Regions from separate parts of the Triticum aestivum genome. Here region 1 is linked to region 2. A link is a contact called in public Hi-C data. All regions are on one chromosome and are shown on one strand. The core of a region is the stretch at or near the end of the contact, and the rest is flanking DNA. Distances in the headings are between cores, read along the strand shown. Region 1 holds the start of LOC123054700 (disease resistance protein RPM1). Region 2 holds the start of LOC123054699 (helicase-like transcription factor CHR28).

Region 1 (2,925 bases), core at 277-2,776, 170 kb before region 2:
TGAATAAATAGTAGTTTATACCCCTTGGCCCATGTCATTCCATTTTTTTCTCGACTGAATTTATCGATTTATAGCATATCTAAAACCAAACTATGATATATCATGTGTGAAGATACCAGGTATCACCACATCATAGAATCCCTTTTTGTCCACTGAAATCTCCCTATGGATCAGAGTTAACAGCACTAGTAACGGATGGAATTCCTAGGTGAACTTCACCCGGCAGAATTTGGAAAAGATATGAGGATTTTGGCTCGTATTCTAGAATAGACATACCCAAGCAAAGAGATAAGTTACATCACAAACAAAGGTTCAGTCAAAGTCATTCTCTTTTGCCAAAACTAAGGTAGAAGCACCTAGCGTAATCCAAGAAACGAATTAATGAATAAGTAGAGAACGTGGATGACAGGTGACACAAAGAACAGAACAGGAGAAACCTACTAAGCTGGATGGCATATCCGATTGTCATTCCTTTTGACTGTCATCGGGACTACAGAGAGATTTTCGTTGCAGGAAGCTTGGCAAGCCCCCAGGATACCATGTAAGGACCAACAAGCAATTGATGTTTGTACTAGTTGAGCGCAAAACTCTAAGCATGCGCATAGATCACAACTAGTCTAGTAAATGAACCGGCGGGCTGCTAATTTATCTGCTCCCTCCGATCCATATTAATTGTCGCTGATTTAGTACAAGTTAATTTATCGCATTTGATAGACTACATGGCACAGAGCTATCTTTCGAAAAGGGTAACCTTTGATACCGGCGGTTTCACATCATCAGCTAACCAATACTCACCTTGTAGAGACTTGTAGTGTGTGGCCTATGGAGCAGGACGGCGCTTACATGCCGAATGAACGACCAGCGTGATCAATTCTGCAGCATAAGAAGAGAGAAGTCGAACATCAGACTATGCAGGCAAGGACACAGATGCAGGCGCAGTTAAGAGCTACGACTTTTAAGATGCACAAGATTCACTAGAGGCAAGATCACTGTACTGTGCATACTACTACTACTGGTACAATAAGATTGACCATTTTGGCAGCCGGTCTCGGCCTCTAGTTGGCGGTGGGACAATCTGTCGAGCACATGGCAGGCGAAAACTTTTCTCTAGCAAAACTGCAGGCAAGCATCCAAAGCTAAAGCTTATTTGGAACACATGAAGCCGTGGGATTACGAGAAACTACTACTGTACGTGTGATTGAACTCTCTGGCTCAGAACAGAGTACCTGATGGAAACTACGGGGTCTGCAGCGGAGCCGAGGGAGCAGCAGGGGTCTGCTCGATCTGCAGTGGACGAGAGCAAGACTGAACCGGCTTGTGAAACTGATTCATGCGAGGGACGGAGCTGTACACGGCATATCGGGCGATGGGTGGAGCTTCATCGGTGGCAGTGGGCGAGGGGAGAGCGAGATAAGAGGTGGAACAAGATGCGAGCAATGGAGCTACTACTGCAATCAATCAGTGAGCGATGGCGACCTGCTGTATCTCTCTCCCGTCTCTCTCTCACGATCAACTTGTTCTTTTCTTAATTCCCGCAGGTCAAGTCGTGCCTCTAAAGATTTCGTTCATTAGTGCTCGTTTAGTACAGGATGGTCGGGCAAGAACCTTTTTGCCCCAAAGTCATGCCTCGCCGAGTCACTTGTGCCAAATTTTTTTTTTTTATCGCGACTTCACTGTGCAGGTCTACGTTTGATTTGATATTGCCTTTTTCCTACCTTACGCATACCCACACAACGCTGTCCGGATGGAAAAAATAGCTCCATTTTTTCTGCGGCGGGTCACGGCGACGTCTTTGTCGTGACCTTCTTGAAGGCGTTGCTTTGAAGAGGCAACTTGTGATTGTTGCGTAGGGTTTCCTCTACCGTCATGGTCAGTGGACGTCAGGGTAACGCCCTGGGATGGCTGATGTGCACGGAGACGGCAGTCTTGGATTTGTCATGCGAGGACAACTCCATAAGGCTGCTTCTTCCATAGAAGTCACGACTTCTCTTTTTGGTGGTAGTGGATAGCTGGCTAGTTTGGCGGTATGGGTTCCTTTTGATCTGTGTGTGTATTTGGTTGGACGTCTCATGTTTGTGTTTGTGGTGGGCTTCAACCCAAGTATTTGAGGTTTTATATGAGCTTGGCTCTAGTTATACGATTTTCGTCCGATTTTCATGATTAATTGGACAACAATCTTCTTTTTATAATTAATGAAAAAGGCAAGGATATACACATACAACGGTTTCTTATTAGTGTCGAACAGGTATAGGGTACTACTAGGCGCCCATCTCGTTTGAATTGGTTTTACTAAGGTAGTATTTCATCTGTTTCTTTTTTGTTCTAATAATAATGTTCTTGCACCATGGATGCAACAGATCATCTAATCTTCTCCATTATCAAAGGGGAGTTTGCTGTTTGAACGTCTTCAAATTTGGTTTCGTTCCCCTCCTCCCCTCCATGGTTTAGAATAATCAAAACTAAGTTGATACTTAAAAATCATGTTCTGCATTAACTCAATTAAATCTTATCAAATCATGTCCTGCATTAATAACTCAGTCAAATCAAATGAAATCTTATCAAAACATTAACTAAATCAAACTTTCCTTTCTTTCCCTGTCCATATCCAAATCATATCAAAACCTGAACTAAATCAAAACTTTCTTTGCTTTCCCCTACTCATAATCAAATCTTATCAAAATCTAGAATATGGTAGATGTCATGTATATGTCGAAATTAAAGATTCAGTTGCACCCGTTGCTCATCGCCGACAACAAATCCGGTGTCTTTGGAGGGCAATGGTCACCGCCCACCGACATGCCGTCTTTATCATGTGGCGCCGACGTGAGTGTGACCATCGAGTCCTTCTTCCTAGCTTTGATAATGTCCAGCGCCGACTTGACGGCCCGGTTCCGCGCGGCGTGCTTGTTCTTGCCGTATGTCGCG
Region 2 (2,934 bases), core at 244-2,743:
CGCAGCTCCGTGAAGGAGGAGCCCGCATCACCGTCGCACACCTCCCGTCGGGCCCCCGCGCCTGCCCCCTTCACCATCGCCCCTAGGGCCGCCGGCGAGCGCGACCGGCAGTACCTCAACGCCGACGTATGTCGGTGCTACTGGGAGACGAGGACGCCGGTCCCGTGGAGCGACGTCCACCTCCCAAACAATTGGCACCTCTTCGCCGACCGGGTCCCGATCCCGCCGGTGCCGATGAGCGGCCGTGCGCACCGCGACGTCGCCATCCCCGAGCTGGAGATTGCGGCGTTCCACCCGGGCCTGGTGGGCCAGGGGTGGACCTGGTCGTGCACGGCGGAGCAGATGGCCGACGCCGTGGGGGACGTGAACTGGTGCCCCACGCCGTCGCAGTCACCGGAGCGGGACGCCTCGTCATGGGAGGAGGTGGTGCAGGCACCTGCCACCTTCCAGCCCGCCGCCCCCGTGCACCACGGACCGCCGGCCCACCTCTGGACACCGCCGGACTACGTCGACCTCGTCAGCGACGACGACGACACCGGCGGCCACTGAAGACGGCGACGGCCACAGCATCGACGGGCGCGGCAGGAGCGCGCGGGCGGCGTTTTTTTTATGTTAATTATGGCACTGGGCCGTTAAGTGAACCGTGAAACTGGGCCGTTTTATGGCCATGACCCCTTAACTTATGTTTTAAGTTTTTTTAACTGCGTTTATTTACTTTTTTAAGTCATTTTATTTTGGTTTTTCTGTTTTTTTTATCACGTCCAACACGGACATGATCTGGGGTGCGGCCGCGTGCTGGGCGCACCCATGACCCAACGGACAGAGGCGGACATGGGCGAACCCATTGCCGCCCCAAAGGGACAAAATCCGGCCAAACCGGACGTCCGTTTAGGGTCGTGCGGTGGAGTTGGCCTTATTCAGGTCCGGACCGGACCACCGGGCCACATACAACCCATTACGGGTCGCGCAAGGGGCGTCCTCTCGCGCTAGCCACGTCGGATTTGGACGGTCGTGCGGGCAGGCGCACCATTGGCTTTGTTGCTGCCCCACCACACTAGTCGTTTCCTTAGTCTAGAATGAATGTTGACAACACGACGACCCATGGCGTTTCTTCCTTTGGCCAGACAGCGAATGGCCACACATTAGATTTTCCACAACTGCCTCATTTTGATTTTCCACAACAGGGATTTTTCTTGTATCGGCAGCGAATCACACGACACGCGTCAATCAACCAACGGTAAGTACAACGTAACTTCGCGAGCATTCACCGCCGCGTTTCCTTCCGCCACAAGCCCCCCGATATCCTCCTCAGTCTTTCCAAAATCCAAACCTCGCAGCCAATCCGAACGTTCCCTTTCCCGCTCCACGAGTGCCCGCCGACACGCGGGCCCCCACTTACCGGCCCCACCAGACAGGGACCCGAGGGGGGCGACGACCACGACCATCGCCCGTTAAGTCCCAGGCCGCGCCCCACCCCCGCTCGGTCCGTCTGCCTGGCCCGCCGCCCGCCGCCACCAACGAACCGCCCGCCCGCCCCTCCTAAATCCCCTCGCCCACGATCCGATTGGCGTAGCTCGCCAGGTTTCCGTTGGCCCCTCCTCCCCGGCCCCCCGCCGCGCCTCCGGCGACCTCCGCCCGCCGCCCGCGCGGCCCGGTCCACGGGGCGGCCCGGCGCGGGCTCCGGCCTGGCCTCTCCCCGCCGTCGCTTTCTTGGGGTGAGTTTTTGAATCTTGATTCTGACGGAATGGGGTTCTGATGCGTTTTTGAATTCTTTTCGATGGAAGGGTTTGATTGGAGTTGGTCCGTATATAGAGCGGTATTGAATCCGCGGCCTTTATCCGATTTCGCCTAGGTCGGGCGCTGGGAATCGGTCGCGCCGGCGGCCGGGGGAGCTCTCGGTGATCGTGGGCGAGACCGACTAGGATTGTGCATCCCGTAGATTTGTGCGCGACTCGGTTCTCTCGATTGCTCCATCGTTTCTTTAAATTAGTTTCAGACGTTGCTTGTCTGATGACACTTCCCTGTTCCTGTCATGCCTTTGGTTTGAAAAAATAAACAGTCAAGGTTTCAGTGTAGGTCTTTGTTGAATTTGCGACTGCGATTCCTGTCACCGTCGTGGCTTTAGAACGCGTTGTTGTTGGAGAGGTTTATCCACCTGCTTCTTGCACATGTTTATATTGCTCACATTTGTTAGTACTAGTATTTAGGTGTTATTATTGCCAGCTAACCTGTGATTGGCTTCTTGCAGGATTTAGACACTTCAATCGACAAGAGCCCTCTGACCGTTGCACAAGATAGCTGACAAGTTTGCGTAGTCACAAGTTCGCCACCAACATGGAGATTATTGACCTGTGTTCAGATAGTGAGGACGATGTTAAACTGTGTTCAAAAGGCAAAGCCATCACTCATCTGTGCTCAGAGGACAGAAAAGACAGTCTTGTTCCTATTGACGGCGCTGACTCCTCTCTTCTTTTACTCAACACGCCGTTTGCCAAGAATAATGCAGAACAGCCAATCACCTTGGATGATGATGATTGGTTCAGTAGCAATCCCGCTTCATGCTCTTATAGATCTCCGGCTGGTTCATCACACAGGATCTATCCTCTCTCAAGTTCTTCGCTGATGCTATATGATTCCTCGTACGGTAAAACCAAGCAGGAAATTGATGATGGTGAGTACACTGCATTTATCCTTGGTTAACTCTGACAATTAACAGTTTTTAAAAGGGCACCGCTGCAGCCTGTGACTAGTAGCAAGATTAATGTTTCTTCACTGCTCAAACTTGTCAGATGATGATGTCTATATGTATTCGGCTCCGCCTCCATCATTTCCAACCAGTCATCCAAGTTTGAGTGATGAAGAGGATCTTACTGCAAGGTTTAATTATGCTGATGGTGGAACTGGGATGTTTTCATCTACATCGTCAATGGATTG

The links. Hi-C and Micro-C count contacts between places; a contact is called where the count stands out from the background.
Region 1: a Hi-C map of leaf shows a contact between it and region 2, with 3 times the contacts expected there. The contact joins the promoter of LOC123054700 here to the promoter of LOC123054699 in region 2. A contact is called at or near these places in 3 of 5 Hi-C or Micro-C datasets (all in leaf) and 1 of 1 datasets of contacts at active chromatin or transcription factors (leaf).

Annotation. Positions count from the first base shown.
Region 1 is chr2D:583,197,330-583,200,254 of IWGSC CS RefSeq v2.1, reverse strand. LOC123054700 (disease resistance protein RPM1) reads right to left here and starts at 1,526. Exons shown (of 2, transcript XM_044478532.1): 1 at 1,227-1,526.
Region 2 is chr2D:583,024,748-583,027,681 of IWGSC CS RefSeq v2.1, reverse strand. It overlaps LOC123054699 (helicase-like transcription factor CHR28), which reads left to right and starts at 1,493. Exons shown (of 13, transcript XM_044478529.1): 1 at 1,493-1,715; 2 at 2,249-2,671; 3 at 2,790-2,934. The coding sequence starts at 2,335.